Regions from separate parts of the Mus musculus genome. Here all the other regions are linked to region 1. A link is a contact called in public promoter capture Hi-C data. All regions are on one chromosome and are shown on one strand. The core of a region is the stretch at or near the end of the contact, and the rest is flanking DNA. Distances in the headings are between cores, read along the strand shown.

What was found. Promoter capture Hi-C pulls out the DNA fragments that hold promoters and counts their contacts. Capture Hi-C pulls out chosen DNA fragments and counts their contacts.
Region 2: a contact with region 1 is called in a promoter capture Hi-C map of liver, with 3 times the contacts expected there. The contact joins the promoter of Dmap1 here to the promoter of Lrrc41 in region 1. A contact is called at or near these places in 1 of 39 promoter capture datasets (pre-B cells), 1 of 484 Hi-C or Micro-C datasets (B cells) and 2 of 9 other capture datasets (adipose tissue and liver).
Region 3: a contact with region 1 is called in a promoter capture Hi-C map of adipose tissue, with 2.8 times the contacts expected there. The contact joins the promoter of Eri3 here to the promoter of Lrrc41 in region 1. A contact is called at or near these places in 1 of 39 promoter capture datasets (pre-B cells), 2 of 484 Hi-C or Micro-C datasets (muscle stem cells and uterus) and 1 of 9 other capture datasets (adipose tissue).
Region 4: a contact with region 1 is called in a promoter capture Hi-C map of pancreatic islet, with 39 times the contacts expected there. The contact joins the promoter of Rnf220 here to the promoter of Lrrc41 in region 1.
Region 5: a promoter capture Hi-C map of second pharyngeal arch cranial neural crest shows a contact between it and region 1. The contact joins the promoter of Cmpk1 here to the promoter of Lrrc41 in region 1. A contact is called at or near these places in 7 of 39 promoter capture datasets (the HPC-7 cell line, cranial neural crest, frontonasal cranial neural crest and 4 more), 1 of 484 Hi-C or Micro-C datasets (erythroblasts), 4 of 115 datasets of contacts at active chromatin or transcription factors (embryonic stem cells, epiblast stem cells, extraembryonic endoderm stem cells and 1 more) and 2 of 9 other capture datasets (adipose tissue and embryonic stem cells).

What each region holds. Positions count from the first base shown.
Region 1 is chr4:116,073,959-116,076,560 of GRCm38.p6, forward strand. Lrrc41 (leucine rich repeat containing 41) reads left to right here and starts at 1,311. Exons shown (of 10, transcript NM_153521.2): 1 at 1,311-1,649. The coding sequence starts at 1,451. It overlaps Uqcrh (ubiquinol-cytochrome c reductase hinge protein), which reads right to left and starts at 1,112. Exons shown (of 4, transcript NM_025641.3): 1 at 958-1,112. The coding sequence starts at 1,011.
Region 2 is chr4:117,680,930-117,683,531 of GRCm38.p6, forward strand. Dmap1 (DNA methyltransferase 1-associated protein 1) reads right to left here and starts at 1,296. Exons shown (of 11, transcript NM_023178.2): 1 at 1,285-1,296; 2 at 904-1,053; 3 at 345-436; 4 at 1-109. The coding sequence starts at 1,008.
Region 3 is chr4:117,549,057-117,551,658 of GRCm38.p6, forward strand. Eri3 (exoribonuclease 3) reads left to right here and starts at 1,309. Exons shown (of 9, transcript NM_080469.4): 1 at 1,309-1,674. The coding sequence starts at 1,540.
Region 4 is chr4:117,495,738-117,498,339 of GRCm38.p6, forward strand. It overlaps Rnf220 (ring finger protein 220), which reads right to left and starts at 1,315. Exons shown (of 15, transcript NM_025739.3): 1 at 946-1,315. It overlaps Gm12827 (a long non-coding RNA gene), which reads left to right. Exons shown (of 5, transcript XR_868034.2): 1 at 1-991.
Region 5 is chr4:114,985,936-114,988,537 of GRCm38.p6, forward strand. Cmpk1 (cytidine monophosphate (UMP-CMP) kinase 1) reads right to left here and starts at 1,293. Exons shown (of 6, transcript NM_025647.3): 1 at 1,031-1,293. The coding sequence starts at 1,198.

The DNA.
Region 1 (2,602 bases), core at 61-2,560:
AATTAAGGGATAAATAATTTGCCAACTAATTAATCCATTAAGCCCTGATGGCTTGTCCTGAAGTAGACAAGACAAATGCACAGGAAATGGAAGCAAAGTGAGTCTCGGGCTAGAGCTCTGGCTCTCAAGCCTGGACGTCTGCATTGGAGTCCCAGTTGTATTGTCTTGCTAGTTGTGTGCCCTCATTCAAGATAAACTTCCTTGCTTGCTGCCTCATGTAATAAAAGTGACAAAAATATATAATGTACCTGATATTTACCTCATGGGGAAACTGTGCAAGTTAAGTATCTTAGTGCATATAAAGCACTCAGCACATAAGCAGCCAATATTTATCACAATGATGCTCAACTTGGGAAAGAGCTCCCTCTTGCACCACAGAATTACACTACACATTCTTAAACTGTCCCCAAAGGCACAAGTCCTCGGCCATCTCCATCCCAAAAGATAAAGAACCGCTTTTTGTTGGAGATGCTGGGAAGCGAATACAGGGCTTGTTAATGCTAGGCAAGAGCTTTACCATGAAGCTACACCCCAACTCCTGAAAGCACTTTTCCGAAGACTAGGGTCCCCGAAATCTCCATAAATAAATTCTGACCTAAGCTACGTTAAAGACTAACGTTAGTTTTTTGCTTCACGCACTTATCAAGTTAGAACCTCAAAACATTTATCAAATTAGAACCTCAAAAACCTGGGGGGGGGTTGTTTGTTTGTTTACACAAGTTTATCAGTGCAGCATTATAAACTCCAGTTACACTTTCACATTCCTGGTTTGGGGAAGCCAATCCCGAGAAAGACTAGCTATTAATCTGCCCAAGGTCAACCAAAGAATTCTGAAGGTAAGTAACGGAAACCACCTCTCTGGACCCCGCAAACCCTAGGCTATAAACCCGGACTAAGAGAGCCCCGGGAGGTGCTTTGTTGAGCTAGGTCCCGGGCCCGCCAACCTCGAAGCCTTACCTCTTTGGGGTCTCCAGATCCAGTGAGCATCTTTCGTTCGTCCTCTAGTCCCATGTCGGGAGCCGGTTTGGGATCCAACAAGCGCAACCAGAGTAGTACTCCACTTCAGGTTTAAGAAGGACTAGTAAGGGTCACTCGACGGATATCCGGCGACCTGGCCGGAAGTGCGGCATACTCCTCGTAGTCCCGAACACACGCACAAATTGGGCTGTACTACTCGCTAGCTACGAGACGTAGGGGGAGCTGCTATATACGCCTGCAAAGAATTTGCTAAGAAACATCCTTTCGGTCACTTCTTGCCCAAATGTGTTGATCTACAGTATTTTTCCAAGTAGTATTCCCTAAGATACTTGAGTCATCTGCTCCTCTGTTTGACGATCTTTTAATGTTGTTTCTGTTCTTCCCCATATCCCTTATGGAGCGGTCCTAAAAGCTGACCTCTTCAAGATGGCGGCCCGCGGGTGTCATTCTCGGGCTCGCGCACCTCCCCAAGATGGCGGCGCCCGAGGCCTGGCGCGCCCGGAGTTGCTGGTTCTGTGAGGTAGCGGCAGCAACGACCATGGAGGCCACGTCCCGGGAGGCGGCGCCAGCGAAGAGCTCGGCCTCGGGCCCCAGCGCTCCCCCCGCCCTGTTCGAGCTGTGCGGGCGGGCAGTGAGCGCCCATATGGGGGTTCTGGAGAGCGGGGTGTGGGGTAAGTCGCGGAGTGAGGGGCGACCTCCGGCAGCGAGCGGGGGCGGCCCGGCGGCCAGGGGGCGCGGGGGGCGAGGCCGAGAGGCCCGGGGCCAGGCCCAGCTGGGAGCCCCGGGAGTTCGATGGTGGAGTCGGAACAGAAATTCCGTGACTGACAGGGCGGGACGGAGTGAAGCCTGAGACCGAGGGAGCCGGTGAAGCCGAGCCGCGGCTCGCCTGGGGGGCGCGGGGGGCGAGGCCAGAAGGCCCGGTACGGGGCAGAGCTGCCAGGGCCCTAGCGACGGGGGCTGGAGTAGCAGGCCGGAGCCACAGGCTCGGAACTGACACTGGGCTGGACCGGACTGAACGGAGGATTCTCGGATCTCGAACCGACGGGGCAGGGATGGCCGGGCTGCCCCGGGGCAGGGACCGACTTTGGCAGGCCCGACCCGAGGCAAGGAGGCCAGGCCCGCAGCCACCTGCGCTGCCGGCCCGGGGCCTCCGCTGTCCGCCGGGCACACCACCGGTACCTGGACTCCGGGAGCCCCGCGGATGGGCGGGGTGGGACAGCCCAGTGGAGAGCGAGCGAGGGACCGGAGTCGCGGGGAGAAGCCGAAAAGGCTGGGAGCGCCGTGGCCTGTTTGACGGCCCGAGCGAGGGCTGAAGGGAGCGCACCGACGCCCCAGACCTCGCTGCTAAACTGAGCTGCGGGTCTGCCCGCCGAGCAGGTAGCGCCGGTGGCCTTCTGGATGGACCGGGGCGGTGGTGGAGAAGGTAGGAAAGTGAGTGGAGGGCTCCGGGAGACGCTCCGTAAGCACGGACAGGCTCGGGAGACCGGCCGGCGGGAAGGGCCGAAGAGGCCTCAGGCCGGGCAGGGGCCAGGGTATCCCGGACTGCGGAGCTAGAGTCGGGTGAGACGCGTCATGGGGAAGAGGCCTTGGGCCGAATAGGAGGGAGCCGAGGCCTTAGTTGTGA
Region 2 (2,602 bases), core at 46-2,545, 1.6 Mb after region 1:
GTTAGTAAAAGGCATCCATTTCCAAGGGCGAACCTTCTTGGACCCCAGTTTCGCCTTCACTGTCCGATACCCCTGACCAGTGTCACTGGGCAGCAGTGGGGGTGCATCCCTGGCAGTGGAGGTGAAAGGTTAGAAGCAGGTGTGTGAAGAACCTCTAAAGCCATGAAGCTCAGTCTACCCCAGAATAAGGAAGTCATGTCCTGGAGCAAGACACTGAGCTGTCCTGCAGGAGGAGCCCTAGTTGGGGATACTGGCGTGGGGGAAAGTAGAAGAGAAAATAGGGACATAGGGCTATGCCTGGTGAGCTAGGGGAAACACGGAGGACTTGGGATTCCAATACTTGCTTTTTGTCAGAGTAAAGCAAAGCATAGACCTCCCGATGCATGCCCTCAGGCCTCTTGAAGGTCAGCGTCTCTGAGGACTTCTTGGACTTTTTCTGGGAAGAAAACCACAGGGAAAAAATGATGGCCCAGACCCACCCTTCCTTGAAGTTTTTACCCAGCCCAACCTGAACAAACAAATGCTGAACTAAAGTCCCGGGAACCCACTCATGGGAGCGTCTCTACACCGTCTGCACAGGTTTCCTCTCCCCGCTCGCGTCTGAGTTATCAGGGAAGAAAGTCCTTCCCTCACCTCAAGACTGTCACAATGTCTTGCTCTCTCTTCCCAACAACTTACAAGTGTCAGGTTCCCTCGGTCCTCTCGTCCGTTGGCGGTTTCCCCGCTCTCTTGGTCCCCACCTCCCAGTGTCCCCTCTTCGTTACATTAAGGGTGGCATGCTCTTGTTCCATTGTAGCTCTCCTTTTATTATCACTTCCACCATCTCTCTTCTGGTAACACCCCTTCCCATCCCTTCGCCAACACCTTCACCCACACTTCAGCCCGCTCAAATGCCCCTGCTACCTTGTCCGGGTTGATAATATCCTTTTTGCTGATGGTCCCAGAGGCGGCATCTCCCTCTGGACCCCCGAGTTCTAGAATGTCTCGTACATCTGCGCCCGTAGCCATCACGCCCGAGGGATGAGGTAGTACCCCGACGTCAAGGGTCGGTACCTGCAGAAAGACTGTGCTACCGTTAAGGGGGCGGTGTCCCTGCAACTCCCGCTCCAAGTGGGGGCAGGGTGAAGAGGCCAGCGCCAGAATGGTCCACACCAGGTTTGGGTGCTGCCTCGTTCTCCGCCTCCCCGCGCAGGTGTCCCTTACGGTCACACTGTCCTCCCTGCCTCGCCATCCCCGGGGAGCCACACCTGAGTCCCCCCAGCTGTAGCCCACTCCTCAAATTACCTCTCTCTGAAGACCCACGGATAGGAACTTCCGGCTGTGCGTCGTAGAAACGCAACCCTTAGAAACACTTCCGGTCGGTGCTTAGACAAACAGGAGCCGGCTAGCAACCCAGTGTGCAAGCTACCGGGCAGGCTGAGTCGCTCGCCTGGAATTCCTGCTGTGCTCCCAGGAATCCGCGCGAGGCGATGCGGGGCTTGCTTTTGACATTTACCTTCTATTTCTCTACATTGTGTCCCGGGCAATGAAAAGAAAACCTGAAGAGAACTCTGTGACATTGAAAAGTCACTTATTTTCTCAAAACCTATTTCAAAACACTTAATTTGTTTACAAAATGAAAATTGTAACAGCTCCTGCTTAAGTGAAATACCAATAACCCATGTAAAACAATGGCACAGTGCCTGGAACATTATTTTTTTTCTTAATTAACTGGATTAATGATAGTAATTGCCTCTGCTCATTCAGTGCCTCTCTATATTACCAGGCATTGCCATTGTGCTAAACTTTCAAAGCAGAGCTAAACTAGCTTCTCCAGCTGCCAAGAGAGTAAAATAGAAGCTCTCTCTCTCTCTCTCTCTCTCTCTCTCTCTCTCTCTCTCTCTCTCTCTCTCTCTCTCTCCCTTCCTCCCTCCCTCCCTCCCTCCCTCTCTGCCTCCTCCTTCCTATCCCTTTTCTTTCCCCACCACCCAGGGTGGCCTCTTAACTCACAGCGATCCCCCTGCCTCTCAAGTGCTGGGATTACAGGAATGTGCCACCAGGTCAGGCTCTTAACTTCTTTATTTAATTTACAATTCCCCTAAAATGAGTTGTGAATCTTGACTCTTTTTTTTTTGGGGGGGGGGGCAGTGTAATGTACAACACACACACACACACACACACACACACTGTACTGTCAACACACAAACTAGAGTTATCTGATAGATGAAAACCTTAACTGAGAAACTGCCTTTAAGATCCAGCTGTAAGGCATCTTCTTATTGAGTGGTCAGTGGGGATGGCCCAGCCCATTGTGGGCGGTGTTATTCCTTAGCTAGTAGTCCTGGGTTCTATAAAAGGCTGAGCAAGCCAGGAGAAGCAAGCCTGTAAACAATACCTCTCCATAGCTTCTGCATCAGCTCCTGCCTCCAGGATCGTACCCTGTTTGAATTCCTGTCCTGAATTCCTTTGGTGATAAATAGCAATGTGGCAGTATAAGCCAAATAAACCCTTTCCTCCCCAACTTGCTTTTGGTCATGGTGTTTCATGGAAGCAATAGTAATACACACACATACCACGCCACATGTCTATGTACTTAGGTTGTCAATATGTAGGAATGACTAGA
Region 3 (2,602 bases), core at 59-2,558, 1.5 Mb after region 1:
TTGACGAATGGGCCAATCCAGGTTAATGTTTATGTAACGATAAGAAGAAGAAGCTCCAGTTTTAGTTCCAAGATTTGGGGACAGGCAATCGTGGCTCTCCTTTTCTCAGTTGGGGTGAGTGATATCTGTCTCTGTTGCAGTTTACTCCTTCATTTGTCAGAAACACATTATTGCATAGCTGCTCTATGACTGACACCATACTGGGTATAAGCCATGCAGCATGAACAATATGGAAATGAATAGCTATCTTAAACGAGTTTCAATTCCTGGGAGAGAGATGGCAGGGAGACAATTGTAAAGTGCTGTGCTCAGTTCTGTAGGTTCACAGTAGAACCATCTAACCCATTATGTGCATGAGATTAAAGAAGGCATTCTCTGATATGGGGATTACAGGCATTTCCAGCTCAGGCAGGAACCATTATATTAAGATCTCAGAGGTGGCAGGGTCCAGAACTGATATTAGCTGTCTTAAAGGAAAATAGCAGGTGGCAGACAGAGGAGCTTGGTAACTGAAGATGGCTCCTAAGATGGATCTGACTGAGAGGCTGTCAAAATCACCAGTGGCTTAAGACTGATGCTTCCCATTTCATAACGTGGATTCCCAGAGAAGCACAGCTAAGATGGAGACACTCACCCATCGCTTTAGGTGAAGTTCTCCCCAGCTGCCTGGAGAGACTGACTGTGAAAGACCCACTACAGCTATGGCCAGAAACCTTGTTAACCCTGACAGTTCCTCTGAGGGCCTCAACAAGCCAGAAGCTTCCTCCTCAGAAAGGCCCTTCAGAAATCTCAGCATTTTCTTTTTAGCTGAATTCGCCTCCCTTCTTTCCAGATTTCCCTCAGGCCCGCATCAGAAAGTAGATAACGATTACTTGTTGACAATGAATCACAGAAAAGTGTCGCCTAAAGAGAATGTCTCCTAAGCCCATACTCACCGAATGCCTACAGTCAAGGTGGGGAAAATAAGTAGAGCATCTGGGTCATTTTAGGCCTGACGAAGATTTCGGGTTATTTTATTATTATCATTTATTTATTTTTTAAGAAAACCCCTTTCACTGTTTAGAAGTGACCCTCCCTTTCTCTTTTGAATACGTGGCTCCTCTAAACTACAAGTCCCACAAGGCCCAGAGCCAACGGTCACCATCTTGACACACCTTAACGCGCATGTCGGCGGGAGAGAGAGCGTTTGGAGAGAAGAAGCCCCGCCTTACTCCAGCTCATTGGCCAAAGGCGCTAGCAGCGGGCTCAGCGGTTGGCTACCACGCCCGCCCGTCCACCGCGTCGGTCGGGGTCAGAGTGCGCGGAGGTGAGTCGGTGTGTTGTGGACTCGTGGTGCTGGCTGCCGCTGTTGAGGCTGCCTGGAACGGGCTGTGGGAAGCGGGCGGAGCTGGCCCTGCTTCTGCCTGGCCAGCGCCGCAGGCGGCGCGGGCCGTGCCCGCTGCCGTCAACTGCCCGGAGCGTCTGCTGAGGCCGAGGGAGACGCCGGGGCCTGCACCTGGAGAGAGCCTGCCGTGCTGGCCCGGAGGAGGGGGCGTTGCCATGGCGACAGCCTCTCCGGCAGCTGACGGGGGGCGGGGGCGGCCCTGGGAAGGAGGGCTGGTCTCCTGGCCCCCTGCCCCTCCCCTTACGCTTCCCTGGACCTGGATGGGCCCGAGCTGGGGGCAACACCCTGGGGTGGGTGAGATTGAGAGGGCCCCCAGCTTGGGCCCTGGTTAATGCATGCGGGGTGTGGGTCGTGGCGCGCACACTTAAGGAGCCTGGGATTCTGGCCTGGTGCTCACCCTGGATGTTAGAACTCTGGGCGAAGGGATAGCTGGGGAGGGCGGTGGGGGAGCTCGGCTTTGCGAGAGAGACTGGGTGAGTTGATGAAAGGGCCTGGTTTGAGATTTCTGGAGAAGGAGAGAGGTTTGACCAGATAAAGTAGAAGATTAAGGAATTATTTATAGACTACCCCCTCCGCATCTTGGCACAGGCACACATGCTAGCACTTTACTTCCTTGTAAGTCACAAGCTGTGGGTAATAATGGTGGACAGAGGTGGACAGAGTGGAGAAAGAGCCTTAACCCAGGTAGCTTTTTGTATGTCTTTATTGCAAGTGGTCCAGCAACAGGTGTCTTCTTAAAACAAAGAAAGCATGACTTGGGTTGAGTTCTTGTGAAATGTCAGCTGCTCGACGTTGGCCTGGAAGATGCTGGGTATGGGGCCCCTCATCTGGAGATACAGAGCTTGCCCCTCAGGCTGGATTTCGCAATGACTGGGGCCAATAATTGTCTCTGACCATTTTTGTGGCTTGCATTTGCTAGTGCATTTCATTGGTTTCCCAGCCCAAGGGCAGCAAAACATGAATCCCATTGGCCAAAGACTAAGCTATTTAACTGTAGTAGATTGTGATTGGCCGAATGATTTTTGACTGTAGAGTTTGTACCAGAAAACTGGCTTCATCAAATTCAGCTTTATTCTGACTTTATCATACACAGTATACCTTGTTTTAGTGGGCTCGGTCTTGGACCTTAAGTATATTATACTTGAATCGCCCACCATTTAAAAGCCAATTTATAACAGTGACTTGGAGTGTGACTCCACTAATGTATGCCTGTGATCT
Region 4 (2,602 bases), core at 65-2,564, 1.4 Mb after region 1:
AAAAGAAAAAGAAAAAACACCACACACACAAAAAGCAAGCTCGTGATTTTACAAGATCGTCCTCCCACCTCGCTCCTTATAATCGCTGGAAGAGGGGATCCCGCCCCCCCACCCCCAATCCCAGGAGACCGGCACGGAACGCGTTACTCTAAGGCCGGCCAGTCCAACCCAGTGGAGCTGGGAGTTTACCGGTTACAGATAGCACGGTTCACCTCAGTGGCAGCACCTGCCTTCATCCTGCAGGCGGAGGTTTTCCCCATCCCACCCCCACCGCACCCCCCGGCTCTCCTTCTCCATCCTTCACACCCGTCCTCGTCAGGAAAAAGTAAGCCGAGCCTCTGGGGACCCCAAGGCTCCGGAGCCTGCGGGGTACCCCACCGGGTCGGCAATGTGTTGTGCGGCTGGGATCGTTTCTCAACAGATCGCCCCTTTCCTATCCCGCCCGCCGCCTGAGAGTCCCCACTGAGTAACACTCAGACCGGGCCCGCGGAAATCACAGCGGGGTGCACCGGGAAGCCGGGCAGGAGAGCTTACTCGCGGTCGACCCAAACAAAGTGGAAATGGGGCTTATAAAAAGATGGAGAAGTCCTGCTCCCTTCCCCTGGCTATCCCCCTCGCCCTCCCTACTTGTCCAATTCCAGCGTCTGGTCCCTCCCCCTTGCACCCCCCAAATAAAACACATTAAGGAAAACTCAAGACGGAAAGTTTGAGTGAGGCAGCGCACTGAGCGCGCCGGGCACCGACAGCCAAGGAGGCTCGGTCGCCAAGATCTAAGACGCGGCAGTGCAGGTCCCAGTCCCTGTCCCTGTCGCAGGGGAGCCGCCCGAATCCCTGGGAGACCAACCCCGAAAGTTAGCCAGGTTCCTCAGCAACCCGGCCACCCTCGCGCCCACCCCTCTTGTGTACGCACACGCATCCACACCCCTTTCTGGGCTCCGTACTTGCCGTGGAAATTCCTGGGGAGAACGATCGCACTTTTCAGGACACCAAGGTAAGAAGACGGAGAGTGTGGTGCATGAAAAGTCCCGGGTGCGCAGAGCCGGCGGGGGCAGCGGCGGCGGTGGTGGCGGCAGCGGCAGCAGCAGCAGCAGCAGGCGGCTGGCCCCGGGTTTGTGCTCGCGAGCTGCCTGGGATTGCATGTACAGATCAAGAGACTCTGTTGGTGTGAGAGAAGAGCAGTGCTGCCTCTCAGCGCTGGCTCTAATCAGTGAATGAGCCTCCACTCTCCCAGGGACTCGGAGGCGCACACACACGCGCGCGCGCACACACACACTCACACACACATGCACGCACACATTCTCTCACACTCACACACATACAGGCACTCTGAGCACTGAATACATTAGGGTACTAAGGGACTCTGGGAAATGGAGTCCAGACCCCGGGCACTCCGGGAGAGCAGCCCTGGCTGCCCTCACTAGAGGGCTGGATGGTCTTAGGTGGCCCGCCCAAGTGGAAACTAGAGAGGTCTTTTGCCTTTGTTTACATCTCTCCTCCTTTCCCTTCGGAGAAATCTGACTGACCGCGATTCTTTTTTGAACTAAAGTGACCAAGGGGAAATGGCTAAATCTTTTAAGCCTGACGTCAGGGCTGCTCGCTGACCACCAAACCTTGGCTCCAACATAAAACTCTACCCTTTCCCCCCCACCCCCCGCCCCCGAAAGATCCTACCTGCTGTGTAGTGCTTCGAATGTTTAGTGCTTTGAATATTACTTTGGGTCTTTGCCTATAAAAATAAAATTGTAAGTGAATATGAATAAAACTGACATTTAGACAGAGAGGAAAAGGGGCCTAGTTTAACACCCAGATTTGTGAATAAAAATTTCCCTGGTGTCACTGATGTTTATAATATAGTTCTTTCTCTTCAAATTGTTAATTCATGAGGTATAAAAAGATATATTGGGGAAATAGAGAATTAACATTATTGAGAACCTTCTAAGACCCAAGCTATGAGTCCAAATGTCATTCCACAATCTCATTTAGCCCTTTAATTCTGGAGATAATATTTCTAGTTTTTAAAAAGAAGAAACTGAGGCTGGGTTTTGTGACTTACTTCTAGGTACACAGCTAACAGGGAAGGCAGGTAGGCCCCGCTGAGAAGGCAAAGCCCAGCTGAAAGCTAATCCTGGCCTCTGAAGTAATTCCTTTGTTTTGTGGCTTGGTTTCTAAAAAGTCAGGTTTCTCATCTGGAAAAAATTTCTCTTCCCTAGGATACATGAGGATAATCCATCCTGCGAAGAACCTCCCAGGATTATAGTCTAAACCAGAATGAGACCAATATTCCATTCTGATGTGACTTTTTCGTCCCTTTTTCTCATGTTTAACATGTGCTTAAGTTTGTATAGAACTGGGCTCTGTGGTTGATGCCTGTAATCCCAGCACCCAGGAGGCAGATGCAGGAGGACTGCTGAAAGTCCCAGCACAGCCTGGTCTACACAGGGAGTTCTAGGCCAGCCAGGGCTAGGAGTGAGACTCTCAACAAAAGGTACTAGCTAAGTTCCTGTGTGGTGATTACACTTAAAATGTTTAATTAGCAGCTCTTTAAATGAGCAGCTAATAGGCTCACCTAGACTTCTGTGACCATGACTACCTCCATTCACAG
Region 5 (2,602 bases), core at 43-2,542, 1.1 Mb before region 1:
GGGCAGGAGCTGAATATATGAACGTGGAAAAAAATACAAAGCAAATATAGGCCACGGCTTATAGGAAAAGAAGAAATTATCAAGTTCTGGGTCAAAACCTTTTATCAAGCACTCAATTTAAAGGTGAATGTTGGGTGTTTTTCCCCAACCCTGCCATTTCTTTCTGATTGTCTTGTTTTCCTTTAAAACACTGCCCAAGACAGTCCATTAAGCCTTCCTCACCGCATCATTACAGCTCATAGGGGCTAGAAAAAACAAGACAGTCCATCACTACAGCTAACACGGGCTAGAACCCATACCTGCTTGAGTTTAAAGTCTTTGCCTCTCTCCGTGTACATGCCACCCCTGACCTCAAATACTAAAAGAATGGAACTGGTAAACTTATGTCAAAACTTTAATTGTATTTAGTTATTTGTGTGGGCAAACCCTTGAGCTCTAGAGTGAACATCATAGGACAACTCGCGGGAGTGGGGTTGTGGTTCTCTGTGGGTCTCAGGGATGGAACGTGGTGGTAGGCGCCCTTACCCGTTCAGCCATCTCTGCAGTCCTAAAGCAAACATTATTTAAAAAATGATAAGAGGATTTTATAGTTGGGTGGTGTTTTACTTTCTCGGAGAGCAGAGTTTTTTATTTGCTTAGACAACTGAGGTTCACTGAGAGTGAGTGACTCACTCGCCCAAGGAAAAGGGCGTGAGTTGTCAGCTGGGCCAAAGGTTAGCGCCTGGGCTCTCACAAATCCGGCACTTTAACTACCACAAGATCCGGGTCGGGTTCCTCGAGGCCGGTTAGCCGGAGACTGACAGCCAGAGATGTAGCGAGAAGACCCGGATCCCAGGAGTGGAAGCAAGGGCGCGCGGAAACAAAGCACTCGTAGACTCGACGCCCCTCGGCCCGGGCGCGCGGTGGCCGTCGGGACTCGTAGTCCGCTCCCCACAGCGAGGGGCGCGGCCGCCAACGCGGCTGCTCCCTCCGGCCCCGGCCCGCTCCGCTCAGCCCGGGAGCTCTCCGTCGCCCTCCCGCACGGCCTCACCTCGACAATGCGCGCGCACTGGGTCCCCTTGCCCGCACCGGGCCCGCCCAAAACGAACACGACCAACGGCTTCATGAGGTGGAGAGGGAAGAGCCGCAGTGTGCGGGTCAGCGGCGGGCAGCTCGGGACCAGGACGTGCGGGAGCAGCCGACGACAGCTGCTCAGCATACAACGCGCTTCTGACAGCGGCCGGCGCGGCGGCGCGGGCGGGGCGGCAGGGAGGGGGCGGGCAGAGCGGGCGCCGGGGCCCCGCCGCCAGCTGCCGGCCGCCGTGACAGGAAGGGGCGGGGCCTCCGTGCGCTGCGCCAGCTTCCGCTCGCGGTTCCGGTTCTTCCTAACGTGGCTGGAGACCCAAGGCATTTCAGTTTCAGAACCTGGATTGACGTTTAGGCAGACCAGTGGTTCAATCTCCCGGGTTTCCCTTTCCCAAGAGAAGCGGCCTAACCGAAGAGGCAAGCACAGGAGTCAGTAGGAACAACGGCATTGTTGGGAAGGAAACCAAAGGAAAATGAGAACAGTTTGAGGTTTGCAAAGAAGGCCTCTAAAGAGGTGACCTTGGAACCAAGACTTGAGGACTGAAAAGAGCAGAGACTTGGATGCAGTGACCCGCCAAGAGAGAAGGGCATGTTAGAAGGTTAGGGCTGGATAAGTGGAATGGAAAGTCATTAATGGAGAGTTGAGTCGGTTATGGAAAAGCACTTAGGTTATATTCTAACCGCAGGGAAAGACTTTAAGCTTAGCTCTGTTACCCTGACTCGGGCCATTAGGGAAAACTCTGAAGAGAGAAGAAAAAGAGTGAAAACTGAGCCTGGATGAACACAAACCTTTGAAAATTGGAGTCGGCAGTGGTAGCATTTTCATGGAGTTTTTTATAGTAACAGAACAAAGCTATGAATCATGGCAATTTTTTTTTCAGATAACTTGGTAGAGATGGTTTCTAGCAAAGCTGGTACTGTTATTGGCCCCAGATGCCAAATGATGACGAGAGGGATGAGACAAGCTGATCCAAAGGTAGTGAGTTATCTCAATGGATGGTTCACAATCAGTTACAGATTAAACTTCCTTCCTCCTCACTGCTGCACTTGACTAGAGATAGAGTAAGACAAAGCCCACCTACCTCAGAACTCCCCCAGTGTGCTTTAAATTGGGCCTGCAAGCTCACTTCTCGGTCTTTCTTGGTAATGGGAGACCCCAGCATGCTGAACTTCTGCAAAATAAAACACTCTTTGTATTTACATACTTTTTGAATCCAGGGTGTCATTCTTTGAAAAGTCATGGACCCTTACAATCACATTCTTAGCCTTTGGGTTTGGAAGCTAGGATTCTGTTTGTATGTTACAAATGGACTTACCTAATAGTCACAAGAATGTTAGGTCACATAGAGGTGAACAATAAATGGTTGATTGGGGGCTAAGATAGATAATTTGGCTTTGGACCTACAATATTCCAGCTCCCCAAATAAGAAACCTGAAGTCAAAGGCTGAAGCAGGAAGATGATAGGTTTGAAGCCTGACTGTATTCCCAGCACTTGGGAGGCAAAGGCAGATGGAACTCTGTGAACTCAAGACCACC